Regions from separate parts of the Gossypium arboreum genome. Here region 2 is linked to region 1. A link is a contact called in public Hi-C data. All regions are on one chromosome and are shown on one strand. Each heading gives the region's core, a stretch centred on a gene start, on an enhancer-like site or on the middle of the called end of the contact. The rest is flanking DNA. Distances are from core to core; before and after follow the strand shown.

Region 1 (7,156 bases), core at 2,990-5,489:
TCTTAAATTCAAATATTAATTTCCTAATCTTTACTTTTTCCATAAAACAAACAATAATCCGATTAATTAATTTAAGTTATTAAGTTATAAAATTACGGTAATTTAAAAAATTAAAATATAGTTATAAATAATATATTATAATTATTAAAAATATTATATGATTGATAATCAAAATATATAAAAAAATACATAATGAAACTTTTTGAATTAAAATACGTATAGAACTCACATATAGCTTAATATGTTTGAAATTTATGACCGCAATTTCACTATTTTGGGGTTTAGGGTAAATGATGACATAAAAATTCTAATATTAGATGAAAATTATTAAATTTAGTTATTATTTACAGAAATTCTATGTAGGATTTATGTTAACCCATTTTAATAGAGGGTGATTAAAATCATAAAATTAACGATAGTGTTATATTTGAAAACTTCATTTTTGTGATTACAATGAAAATTTATTAAAGTGGAAGGATGGATTGTGTAATTTATTGTTTTAATGATTAAATTATTTAAAATTGTTAGAACTTAATTAAAGTAGTGGTTAAAACTCTTTTCAAATATTTAAATGATATGGGATTAAATATCGTATCAAGACTCTTCCGTTTCTCTTTTTTTTTTTAGTATAATTAATATATCATTCAAATCTATTTTATAGTCCATAAAATTAATTTTTCATAAACTTATAATTACTCCTCTTAATAATATTATCTTTAAAATTAAAATCCATAATTTTATTTTATTAATATAATACAACTTATCACGGAATATTTTGTATGGTAAAAAAAACCATTGAAAGTTTAAGGTGTGCGGGAGGGATAGAAGTGCATGTAATTGGTATACAAAGAATATTAGCAAATATAAAAGTGGGACAAACAACACCAAAAGGGTAGAAAATGATATGCGAAGAAATAAATTTATTATAAATAAGGTACACAAAATCTCTAACACATACATTATAGAGTTTTGAGTTTGAACAAAATCGTAGAGGTGAATTTCATTTATCATCTATTATTACACATCGGTAACTTTGAAAAAATTTAGAAGAGAAAAAGAAAACTAATATTACACGACAACTATTGCCTTGAGAATAGTGTCAGTGAAATCCTTTCCGGAGGAATAATAAAAGAAAACGAAGAATATTTCATCCTGAAAATGAACGTTAACTACTGCGATAATGAATAAACAAATAATGTCTAGCATTGTGGAAGATCCACTGGCGGCGGAGGCAAGGTTGTTTCCGGAGTTGGTCCGTTCTCAACCACGAAGGCAGTGGCCAGGCCTATTGGCAAGTGCGCGTCGAAGTGGCAATGCATAAACCAAACACCTGTTCATTTCAGATGAATTGAAACAACAATATGTTAAGCTTTCATGGGTTTACAGAAGAAGATAAACCAAATCCGTTGGATCTTAGTTAAACTGTCATTTTTACTTCCATCCTTGACCTTAACATAAGCCAGCAATTAAAGATAATCCAGATTTTCCAGAACCGAATTAAGTCAAAGATTGATTTCGAGCTGGACTTTTTATTTCAAATCCGAATCTTTGACAATTTCGGGGAATTTCTTTCCTTTTAAAGAAAGTAAATGATCGATGTTAGAAAACTAACCTGGATTATTAGCTACGAATCTGATGACAGCCCATCCTCCAACAGGTACGCCAATAGTGTGGCGGATTTGGGGGTTGAATAGATTGTACTTCAGTGTATCAGTGGCAGGGTTAAAGTTTCCAAACCCTTGCGCCAATACATGGAAATCAAAGCCGTGGAGGTGCATGGGATGGTTCTCCGCTCCAATAATAGCTGTGTTCTGCATCACCATCTCCACAGTGGAGTTGAACTTAAGCTTGGTGATCCTGGTTCCTTTTGGAGCAAATAACAGAGGTAGGTCGCCGTTAATGCTAGGGTTGGTGTAGTCAAATTGAACTGGAGGCTTGACAGGGAAATCAGTGGTGTACACTCCTCCGACATTGAAGAAAAAGGCTTGCAACAAAGACAAGCTACTAGGTGGCACGAAGGATACATTGTTCATGCTGGCCGAGAGCTTTGCCCCAACAGGTGGACCCTGGCAAGTTGTGTTTGATGGGCAGACATCGAGCGCCATCCCAACGGTGACGAACATTTTATGATCCACTTTAAGTGGGACAGGCTCCCAGTGAGGCCCACCGACCAAAGCAGTAAGGCTGGTAGAAAACTTATGAGCCGTGGGGGTGTCATTGAACGCCGGTAATACTGGCATTAGCGGCGTTCTCGAAGTCCAAGACGGTGCACCCTCATAAACGATGACACCCCTCGTTGTAGTACTATCAAATTCTAAACCAGCCGCACTTGCATAAGCTCTAGCGGCCATGTAATACGACCCAATCGGCTGATCCGCGGTTAGCAAAATGTCAATCGTCTGGCCAGAGGCGACAACCAAGACATCAGTGACATATGGGTTGGTGTAACGAGCGTCAACGGCCACAACGATCATCTTATGATTGGCTATCTTGTAAAAGAGATTGTTATCGACTGCAGCGTTGGTAATACGTAGGAGATAGGTCTTCCCTTGCTTCACCTTAAGCTTGTACATTTCTGAACCATATAATTAAATTAAGTTAAATGGAATATTAATTGCTACAGTACAACATATCAAACACGCGTATAAGCAAGGAGATCATGAATCTGTAATTACTTACGGTTTTGAGAGCATGGATAGAGATCACCGGGCCATCCATTTATTGTATAAGCATCAGAAATGTTAGGACCAGTGCCATGGGCTAGAGCCTGGTTTGCCATATCAACGACATTACCATTCCACCACTCACCTGCAAAGGCATTCCTATTTGTTAGCTAAAACCTAGGCTTAGAACCATGGAACATTTATATATCTTTTCTCATGATAATTAATGAATTCAATGTAAGATCTCGGGTTCCCGGTGGCTATATATACCTAATAGGATGGGAACTTCCCTATAGGGCCTGGGGAATGGGTAAGAGTTGCCAGCTCTGGGGCGGATGATGATTGCACCATAGAGGGTGGCACGGAGCGTGGAGGTATGAGAGTGCCACCAAAAGGTTCCTTCTTGTCTAATGATTTTGAATTTGTAGGTGTATTTATTTCCGGGGCGAATTGGACACTGAGTGATCATGTCAGGTCCATCTGCCCAGGCACTCAGCATCTGATGAATTCCATGCCTGATCAAGCAGCATAACCGTTAGAAAATAATTAAATCATATAAATGCATATCAAAAGAAAATCATGTAATAAATTTATTTGGAGTTTAGTTAATTAGTATTAAATCAGTAGTAGTTGAAAAAATGGTTCACATGAATTTTTTCTTTTTTGTTTTTTAAATGGACCACATGGGTATAAGATACACGATTGCATAATTGCATCCCATATGGTATTTTAATAAGGAGAATAATTTTTTCTAATTAATAAAACCAGAACGGAAGCCGACCTGATGAAGTATGACAATCGACGTTTTCGTCACAAAAAGACCACATTTTGAGGAATAAGTTAATAATAATTTCACAAATACTAACGGTGAAAATTGAGTAAATTCAATTGTATTCCACGAAGGTTTTTACCAGTGAATAGTCAAGTTGTAAGGTGATTTATTAAAGACATGAATAATCAGTGTGTCACCCTCTCGGGCACGGATACTTGGGCCAGGGAGTCTGCCATTTGCTGCCGTAATCACATGACGGTTGCATAGCCTATTAACAGTCAAATTTTGCACCTGCCAGCAAATTCAAATTATAAGCTTAGGGACATGGTAAACATATATGATATTATGATATTAACCTTCAAAAATGGGAAAAGAAGGGTTAAAATAGAGTCTGCCTATAAGCTCAAACTGTAATGGTTAAAAGAAAATATCAGTAAAGGAATGTGAAGGGTGTGTTTAAAAAGCCACGGCCTTTGTGATGGTATAAAGTCAACGAGCATAGAACACAGGTAAGATATAAAATGATGGCAACTGGGAGAAGTGTGAAAATAAAACCACCCCTTCTGGTTTCATGGATTTGTTTGAGTTGAAACTCTAAACCTTGTACCAGCATGGGATTCTAAAGGAAAATGATTAAAAGTAGAATCCATTACATTGAATGAGTGCTCCACTATTGCAGCTGAAACTGTTGTAGCAGCCACCATAAGAAGCAAAGAGGAAGCAAACAAGAACACAAGGCGCCCCATTTCGATTGAAAAAATAACAGAGGGAGAGGTCATGGAAATGCTTTGCTAGGAGTGAGATGCAAAGGTTGAAGAAAGGGCTTCAATTTATATTACAAGTGCACGAGGTTTCCTCTTGGAACTTTCTTCATATTTCGGGGATAGTTTATTAACTTGCGGAAATCGTTTTTTATTTGAAATAAAGATGTGAACTCAACCCTACGATATCGAGAATTAAATATTAAGGGGGAGGTCTTAGCTTGGGTATACCAATTGCTTAACAACCTAGCCAAAACGAGTGGGAAAATATTTTCTTTATGAACTGGGAAGCCAATGTGTCAGTCCAACCTTCGTTATCAAGGTGGTCAAGTTTGGCCATCAAAAGAAGTTTTTTACTTCAAACATATTAATAATATATATATTAAACAATGAAAGATTCATGGTTGTTGAAGCCCATCCTTTTGAAATTAATTATCAGAATAGTGTTTCATACTAGGATCAGAATTGACCCTAGCTTCCTTTCATAACCATGGGGTAATCTGAATTTAGTTGCAGTGCAATACTGAGGTAATTAAAGGGAAATCAAATCGAAGAGCTGCTGGCACATGCAATGCGTCAACACCTAACCTCCGGGTTTATTACTCATTCTCAGCCTTTGGCTAGTGTCTCGCTATTGCTATCGTGCAGGCTCTAAATACCCTGAAACTAAAATTAGTTTAAATATTTTTTTATATATTTTCATGTGTTACAAATATTAAAAATGAGTTTCCAAATTTTTTAGATTTATTTTGAGTTAATTTTACAACTTTTTAAAAGTGTTTCAAAATTATTTTCAAGCGCTTTTAAAGTTAAGTATGTATGTTATTGCCTTAAGTATATATTGATACTCCCTTCAAACAATCTCCACAATACTTTCCAGAGGGATAACATATTGAAACTTGATCTAAGATATCGATATCATAGGTAAGGTATTATACATTGGTAAGTCATTAGACATAACACATTTTAAAAGCGCAAATATCAATACCTAATCTTGAGGTATCGATATCAAAGTGTTTCTAGCGGTTATTTTTCTTTAATAGTATCAATATCAATTTTAGTATTATCGTAGGTTGCAGAGAGACTTTAATGCATGCAATTAATGCTTCAAACAGTTAAAAACTTCCTCCAACTACTTCAAATTGCTAGAATCCATTAAGAGGATATAAATCAAGTCTCATTACACTCAATAAAAAACAAAAACCAAGTTCAAACAATCAAAAATTAAATATTCATTGATCACATTATTTATTCTCATTTTATTCAAATTCTATTTGTAAACACTTGTTGGGTTGAGTTCATTTTTTTCTTTCAAGTATTTATTAATATTTGTGAGTGCTTAATTAAACATTGGAAACCAATACCTTTGAGATGCCTTCCATTGTTTGCTCTTTATTTTCTTTATTTGTGAGATTACTTGAGGTTTTTTACTAGAAAAATTGAAAAGAGCTAAGAGGTGTTATCTTACCAATTTAAAAGATAGAGAGTTGTAAAAGATTATACCTTGTTTTTGAAAGGTATCAACTCTAAGTTAGTGAATTGAGAAACTCTTAAAAAAAGAAGGTTAAGCGTAGATAATTGATGGGCGTCGAAACCACAAAAAATAATTCCTACAAAATAACTCTAAATAGTAGTAAAGAGTGGTAGTAGGGTCGAGTCTTTAGGGACTGATATTATAATCAACTCTCGCATTTAACTTGTGATCAAAATTTCTATCGTGTCAATAGTCGTGGAAATAGTCATGCCCATGTCTCCAAACGGAAATCAAGGGAGTTTTGAAATGTTTAGAAATTAAATAATTGAAACAACATAAATAAAAAATTAAATAATTTGGAAATAAAATTAAATTTGGAAATAAATTTGGATTTTGTAAACAGAGATAATAAGCCTTAGCCCTAAACTCAATGGATTCCGAATTTTGAATCGATCCTCGAAAATTAATTTTCTCCTCCAAACAATAAGTTGGTTATATCAATTAAGAACGTCCTAACCACCAATTCTTTCTCTCATAGCTGGTCCTGGTATGACCTGCAAACCAACCCTTACCGATTATCTAACCGAGATACACGCATTCTCAATTCAAGATTCCGACAGCCTTGTGCTCTTAAGAACCCAACTGGGTTTAACGGCCTCAACTGCGTAGGTCGTTTAAACCCGATCACTTCTCTCTTGATTTGTTCTCGGAGTTCCGAATACAACAGGGCCAACTTGTTTCCCCAACTGCCCACAAACACAACTCCAACCCAATGTGTTTTTGATTTGAAATCGAGTTAACTTTAAGGGATGAGTTGTCAATATTGATACTTAGGAAAAATGTGAATACCGATTGGAAGGATTTTTAGTAAATATATGTATCTCACGATTCCCGTCCAAGAAGATTACCGCCCTAAAGCTAAGTTGGTATTTAGTGAAGCATGAAATTATTCATGCTTTGATTGGCTATGGAGTAGATTTGAATGAAAATTGTGGAAATTGGGAAAGGAAGGGACTTGGAAAGCAATTAAACAAATTTTACAAAGAAAAAGGAATTGAAAATGGAATTGCAATAGCTTTGAGGCATGAATTTGGAAAGGAAATAAAATAATTCTTATTTAATCTAGATGAAATCAAGTGTCAGTGTCTTTCAAGCTACCTTAAAGCCTTATTTATATACATATCACTTACTAAATTTGGCTTAACCACCCAATACATAATTAAAATTTAATAAAAAATAAAATTAATTTTTTTTTCTAATTTTGGCTTTTACAAAGTCAAAAGAAATCTGATGAGTCCTTGGCTATTTCCATGTTTTTGATTCGGCTGCACTTTATTGACTATGCTGCAAATTGGTCCTTCTCTGGTCATTTTTAACTCATAGCATCCCAATTGCATTCCTGACAGGATTAAAACATAAAATCACTAATTTAGTAGGATCAATTCAAGAATTAACCGTTTTAAACACAAAAAATCAAGCAAATTTA
Region 2 (7,156 bases), core at 3,088-5,587, 160 kb before region 1:
GCATCAGTGCCTATGATTCCTCATGCTGATGCAACTAAAACAGTAGCCGTGGTTCCTCAATCAGATCCACGTGCCGGATCTCCTCCAGGTACAAATGCTGAGCTTTGGGTGGTTACTTAGTAGTATTAGAATTGGCCATGTAGATCTTACTTTAGGTTGAGCTGTTGGTGATAGCATTGGAAGATTTTGAGCCTTTGAAGACTGAAACGTTTATCAAATATAGGTGTCATCGTTTTAGCTCAAAATTATTGTTTGATTAGATGTTTGTATAGTTAGTATGGTAGTAATAAATTCTGAATATTTTAAAGTTGTGCTAAATGGAATATTTGGAATTGATGACTAGTGGCAATTTGTTTTTGATAAGTATTTTGAGTTTTCAATTGATGCAATTGGGTTTTAGAGTACTCTGGAGATGTCTAAATTGTTCTATTTCTATTTGAGAATTATTTCATGATAATAATTTCAAATAATGGTATATGATCAAAAAATTGATATGCGTATTTCTTGTGTTCTTTTTGCTAAGCAATTCCTGTATTTTGTCGATGCTCTTGCTTTATAGGCCCTCCTGTGTATAGTACACCAACTGTTTTTCCAGTATCTGGTCCTTTTAATTCCAGAATGGAGAGAAACAATTACTCTTCGCCAGTTCCAAGGCAGCCATTAACAAGAAATAAAAGGAGCTCGGAAGTTGTTGCTGAAGCCTCAACAGCTGCAAAGAAAACTCGTAGCAGATCAACTTCTACGAAGTTAGCAACCCAAGGTATGCTTTCTTCATTCTTATGCCCCATCATTTCATGGCTTGATACATCCATAACATCCCTGACATGTTTGTTGCAGGAAAAGAGAAGCTGCCAGAGTCTGATAATGTAATGAATAGACAAGTAGATGGTCAGTTACGTTCTTTAAATCAATCAACACCCGCCAGCTGCACACTCAATGAATCGACAATGCACGCATCTGGTGTTGCAAAGTGTTTGTTCAATCGGCCACAGCTGTCCCCTCCAACTAATTCTTCAGGTCCTAAGACACCCCCGCAAGCAGTTTCTCCTCAGAGTGATAAATTAATGACTCCTTTTGGTGGTTCTTCAACTGCTAACCGCGGTCACAGCAATACTCCTCAAGAGATCACTCCTGCTAACTGCACTATAATTTCAACCGAGAGAGTCACGGTTAGTCCATTAAAACAAATGACGTGCTACACCATTGAGAGGAATCGTTGCATTTCTTCTTGTTCACCAGTTAAGACAGGCTTAACGAGGCTTGGCAAGAGGGATCATGTAAAGAGCAGGCTGGACTTTGATGGTTCTGATGCAACAGTTGATGTGTACAAGCCAATAATGAACGAGACCTCCACGTCTGAGTCTGAAATAGATGCAGATCTCTTTGACCTGGATTTGCCAAATTTAGATGCTTTTGGTGAAAATTTCTCCTTCTCGGAACTATTAGTGGATCTTGATCTTGGACCTGATGCAATTGGCTACCCTTGCCAACCAACGTTGGGTACTTCTGGATCTGCTCTTTCAGGGTATTGATTCTAACTTCAATCAAATTACATTTTTTGACAATTAGTTTCTCCACTCATTTCTTCATTAATTTCCGTGTAGTCATTTTTCTCTGACGTTTATTTTCTGTCATGCCTCACAGGTCCTCTCATGACTCGGGGGATGACAATCTGGGGGCTAATCAAGTCATGTCAGAGTTTTCATCTACTGTCACAGAAGTGTTTTCAGAAAAAAATATGAATGCAGAAGGTGGTAAAGCTCACTGCTGCCTAATTTTATTGCTTCTAAACTGATATTTGTATGCTTACTCTGCATGTCCTATGGTTGCAGGACCCAACACCTTGACATCAATGAAGTCTATAACAAAATGCATAAAGATATTGAGCCCTGGTAAAATACTATATCCTGCTACAGTCATCATTTTGAAGGTTAATATTTCTCTTTATTCATGTTCACTTTTTCCTGAATTTGCAGCAAAAGGTCAAAGAACTTCTCCGGATAAAAACAATTATTCTGCTACAAACTGAGTGGTTTTACCATCAAGATGACTAGTTGGCTGACTATCGGTACAGCACTCACTACAAGCAATATCTAAACCCTTCAAGCATTTTAACATGGCATTAAGCTAATTTCTTTGTAAAGATCAAGTTATGTTTGCCAATGTGATTTTGTTTAAAATTTGAGCAACATAGATGCTCTACAAACTCAAGAATTGTTAATCAAATGTTGTATTTTTTAATTATCATGTAGGATACTAAAGATACCATGGAGATGTTGATAGCATTTTGATTGTCTAATCATGTAATTCTTTAATTGAAAACTTCTCTCGTCATCCTTGATAGGAAAATTGTCTCGTCATCTTGTGTGCTTGAAATATGCCCATAACATGCAAAAAGGTTGAAACCCATATGTTGGTGCTCAACAGCTCAAGCCAAGTACTTCTGTAATTTCTGAACTTCATCTGCGCTTCCAATGAAAATTGGTGTACGTTGGTGTACCTGCCAATATAACATGCTAAAGCCATTAATGCTTGTCTAGTGCAAGGACATACTCCCGTTAACATTGTAATTCTTAGCCAATATGGTTCTTGTTTAAGCTGTTACCTGCTCAGGTACGATGTCAAGAATTCTTTGAACTCCATCTATTGCAGTGCCACTAGCTTGTTCTATTAAAAAGCTCATTGGTGCACACTCATATAGTAGCCTCAGATTTCCATTTTTGCTGTTCTTGTTCTTAGGGTTGCCATAGATGCCACCGCGAAGCAGCATTCGATGAATTTCACCAACAAGGCAACCTATGTAGCGGCCTGAGTATGGTTTGCCATTGGATCCTGGTTGCCTAAGGTGGTCAAGGTAGTTCTTCAGTTTGTCATCCCAGAGGTCATAATTTCCTTCATTGAAAGAGTAAATTTTACCAGACTCAGGTATTTTGATATTCTCATGTGTTAACACAAATTCTCCATAAGTGGGATCTAGGGTGAATGCAAACACCCCCTTGCCTAAGGAGATGGTGAACACAACAGAGCTTGAATATAGACAATAGCCAGCAACCAATAAATTTCTCCCTGGCTGGCAAACATTGATGATGCATTTTTCTCTCGCTTTATCAAGCTGTATTGTAAACGAGTTGAAACCATTTAGGTAAGAGATTAAAACAGTGGCCTTGTTTAAATAAATGTGGACTGCTTTTTTGCAGTTCACTTCCACTGTTTAGTTGCAGCTGTAGGATACAAAACTGCAGGTAATTTATGCTGGTTAATTGTGTTCTTGACTGTAAAAGTACCATGGAAGCCCTTGTACTATATAAGTCAGATTGTATTTAGTTTATTTATTCAAAAAATTGACAAGCTAGTCTTTGTACATTATATTAATGTGTAAATTTGTCATTTTAGTTAAAATTTTGAATAAACTAGTCTTTGTACATTAGATTAATGCTGATGTAAATAGATTAATGAAATGGATAAAATTTTGAATAGAAGAATTAATTTACTTTTTCATCTATTACATAGGAACTAATTTGTCAATCTTTTGAGTAATGGGGTAAATGCAATCTTACTCCTAATATAGGGCCTCCATGGTATTTTAACCGTTATTGTTTAAGATTAGACTTTACAGATGAAAGGATTACCGTGGAGTTATCATCAAGATCGATAAGGCATTGCTCGTCAGGGCCATATATGCCAAAGATTGATCCAGTTGTTAATGCAGTATCAATATTGGCTGATCCATCAATAGGATCAAAGACAACAATGTAGTTTCCAGAATAAGTTTCTTCAACTGCAACAGGCACATCTTCTTCCTCTGATGCTATAATCCCTGTTCGTCCACTTGATCTTAGGCAGTTGCAGAACAACTAAACTTATATTATGTACCTTGGGTTAGTGAATAAACTTCATAACATGTCATGTTATTTTTGTCTCATGTTACTAAACGACATAAATAAAACCCATTGGAAACATAGACTAACCTCATTGGATATAACGTCCAGCTTCTTCTGGTCTTCACCTTGGACATTGATAGTGCCTTGGCCGCCGGTGAGATTAATAATGCTTGATCTTTGGAGCAACGAAGCTATCTGTTTACAAGCCAAGGAGATGCTTGATAGAACAACAGTGAGCTCGGCGTCAATGTTGCCTGCTAGTTCTTGTTTCAACAGCCAAGAGGTTAAATTCTCGAGTGCAAACTGGGTCTTCCTTTGCTCCTTGTTTTGGACTTGTTGTGTCACTGTTTCCGGCAATGGAAGTTCCACCGCTTTACGTTGAACGCCGGTGGAAATTCTGTGTGCGAAACTTGGCGAGTAGTGATTGAAACGATGAAGACTATGAGGAGAGGTGGATCAATGTGACTTTGAGAAGAGGATATTGCAACAGGACGAAGTTGATATTGCCTGAACCATTTTTTCTTTTTCAGTTTTCTATTTTCCGCTGATCCTTTCTATAATTTTGGTTGTGTGTTTAAAACTTCCAATTGGGCAGTTGTTTGCTTATCTGCTTGTTGCTGACAAATGTGTGATGGTGATTATGCCTGCAATCAATCCAAATGGAAGATAGCATCCACCATATAGCCTACCAGGACCCACCTGTATTATGTCAAAGTTTCTATTTTTAGCTCTCTCATTTATATGGGTTTTTGGTTAAAAAGCCTAGTTGGTGTAAATACTAGTTATGGGCTTCAAAGCTCTGTTTCTGGAACCATGGAATTCCACTAAGGTAGTGAATTTGTATCGGTACTTCTTGTGTCCGTCAGAATGTTTTACTCTAATACTAAACCAAAACAATAAACTTTAGGTTTTGTTTTAGTCTAAATTTTAGTATTGTATTAATTGATCTTATCCACATTGACCGATAGAAGCCATTTAAAATTTAAAATTAAATTTTTTTAGTTTGGTCTTGTTAGATGGTGGGTTGTTATAAGATGATATTATTGTTTAATTATGGAATTTTTTTATTTGTTTATTTTAAGTTTGTTTAATAATAAATTGTATTTATGAAGTTTATTGAAAGGATATTTTATATAATTGATGAATATTTTATATTTAGAATTTATTTAATATTTATAAATATTTATATATACATATATAAAATATATTTAAAAAATAGTAAATCCAAAATGATATATCTGAACACAAATACATACAATAGAAAAATAATAGGTCTTACAGACATGAAATTCTCTCCAAAATCTTGTTGGGTTAAAAGTCATGGATGCTTTAAAGCCCAACCAATATGTAACTAAACTGTACAAAAAAAAAAAGAAGATAAGTTTATCTTTTAACTTTTATATTTTTGTTAATTTGGTTTTGATTTTTTAATTAAACTTGGCTTTTAACTTTTCAAAAATAGTCAAATTGTTTTTCTAACATATTGCTAATTAAAATATTAATTTTTTAACAATGTTAACATGGTAAACTGTGTGACAGTTCACGTGCTCTTTATGTTGACATAACACTATTTGTTTGTATGCCACATCAACAAATTGTTTAATAATTATAAAAAATATTAAAAAGTATAATAAAATAATTCAAAATTCAATATATATAAAAATACATAATAATTCAAAAATTAACATGAAGCACATGTGAATTGCCATATGAGTTGTCATGTTTAAAATTTAACATTTTAATCAATATTTTCGTTAAAAAATAACAATTTGACTCCTAGATTGATGGTCAAATTTGGATTTTTAAAAAGTTGATAATCAAATTTGATTCCTTTTAAAAGGAATTAAATGTAAACATTAAGGCCAAAATTTTTATTATGCCAAAAAATTATTAGTTCGGTATTTGAAGAATTTCTAAAATTAGTTTAGTATTTATTCTTTCATTTCATCATTAGTTATTTTAGTGTATTTTTCATTAAAAAACTAAAATGAAAAATACAACCAATTCAAACGAGATATGCATCCAAAATGTCATACAAGTAGTTCAAAAATTAAAAGCGTAAATTTCAAAAGAAAATTCTAAAAAATTGTCAAAATGTTATAAAAAATCTAAATTATAAAAATAAAGTTTTTTCTCTAAAATTTTAAAACCTATAAAATTATAAAATAGGAAAATCTAAACCCTCCATAAAATTCATATATATATATATTTGAAATTATAAAAATAAAAATTTAAAAGATTCTAATATGTTTGTTGATATCGAGTACAACAAGGGAGGAAGAAAAGAAGGAGATCAAAGTGGTGCAATGGAGGTTCGTTCACCTAAAGAAGCTGAGAGTCGGAACAGGGACAAGAGGACAAATTGATCAAGAAGATAATTGATCAAAGTTACCTTAGGATGCTAAAATATTGATCCCTTCTTTATCTTTCTTTAGGGTCTTTATAGGAGAGGTCCTCTTGTCCGTTAGTATGGCATGGCAGGATAAACAATTAGCCTCGCTAAATGTAATGTGTAAAGGATAATCATGGGCGTATATCATATGTCTCTATCAGTATGAGGTTCTTATGCCTAAATATACTCCTTAGTGTCTTGGAAGCGCATTCACACTAGAAGAGTGTTCACACTTAAATATAGGTGGATGCCTCTATTTAGATTGAGTGGGTGGTCTTTCCTAGAGATTTTGAAGACGAGTGGCCTGTTGAGGCATTGCTTGAGAATGAGTCAACGTATAGGTCAACAACATATTCGGTGTTAATACGTGTCCAAACAATGAAGGGGTATAACAATAGGCCCTTTGGGTTGAACAAGAGGTTATTAAGTGGCCTCTCGTAAGGCATGATCCAAAATTGGATGATGGTTTGACCCACTGAAGAAGTTGAAGAGGCATTAGACTTTTTTAGAATAACTATCATAAATGCATAGTTTTCTAGGAAAAGTGGCCATGATGAGGGGCATTAGACATTGCACAGGTGGTTAGATGTTATTGGTTATGGCCTTCGAACCCAAAACAGTACATTTATGAGGGAGAATTGAAAAATCTATAAATTTGGGCTTCTACCCTCTCTGGAACTACTTTGTTCTTCTAGAGTTCTTGCTTTTTTATTGTTTAAAATTTCATTTCAATTGTTGTATTTTGGGGTTTTCTTTATTTCTTCGTTGTTTTTTCGATTTTATTAGAAAAAAAAAATGGTTAGACTTGCAAGGTGAGATATGTAACACCCGAAATCCGACCTAAAAGTTTAGACCGAATCCAGGATGTTAAATTGATCACCGA

Evidence for each region. Hi-C and Micro-C count contacts between places; a contact is called where the count stands out from the background.
Region 2: a Hi-C map of leaf shows a contact between it and region 1, with 3 times the contacts expected there. The contact joins the promoter of LOC108459075 here to the promoter of LOC108459687 in region 1. A contact is called at or near these places in 2 of 5 Hi-C or Micro-C datasets (both in leaf).

Annotation. Positions count from the first base shown.
Region 1 is chr4:107,582,657-107,589,812 of ASM2569848v2, reverse strand. LOC108459687 (laccase-7-like) reads right to left here and starts at 4,239. Exons shown (of 6, transcript XM_017759088.2): 1 at 4,089-4,239; 2 at 3,575-3,726; 3 at 2,934-3,178; 4 at 2,680-2,808; 5 at 1,613-2,575; 6 at 968-1,330. The coding sequence starts at 4,214. The coding sequence ends at 1,200.
Region 2 is chr4:107,744,491-107,751,646 of ASM2569848v2, reverse strand. LOC108459075 (fructose-1,6-bisphosphatase 1, chloroplastic) reads right to left here and starts at 4,337. Exons shown (of 4, transcript XM_017758439.2): 1 at 3,969-4,337; 2 at 3,630-3,854; 3 at 2,606-3,112; 4 at 2,132-2,500. The coding sequence starts at 4,337. The coding sequence ends at 2,429. LOC108457871 reads left to right here. Exons shown (of 7, transcript XM_017757057.2): 2 at 1-88; 3 at 560-760; 4 at 838-1,525; 5 at 1,645-1,751; 6 at 1,833-1,892; 7 at 1,977-2,349. The coding sequence ends at 2,029.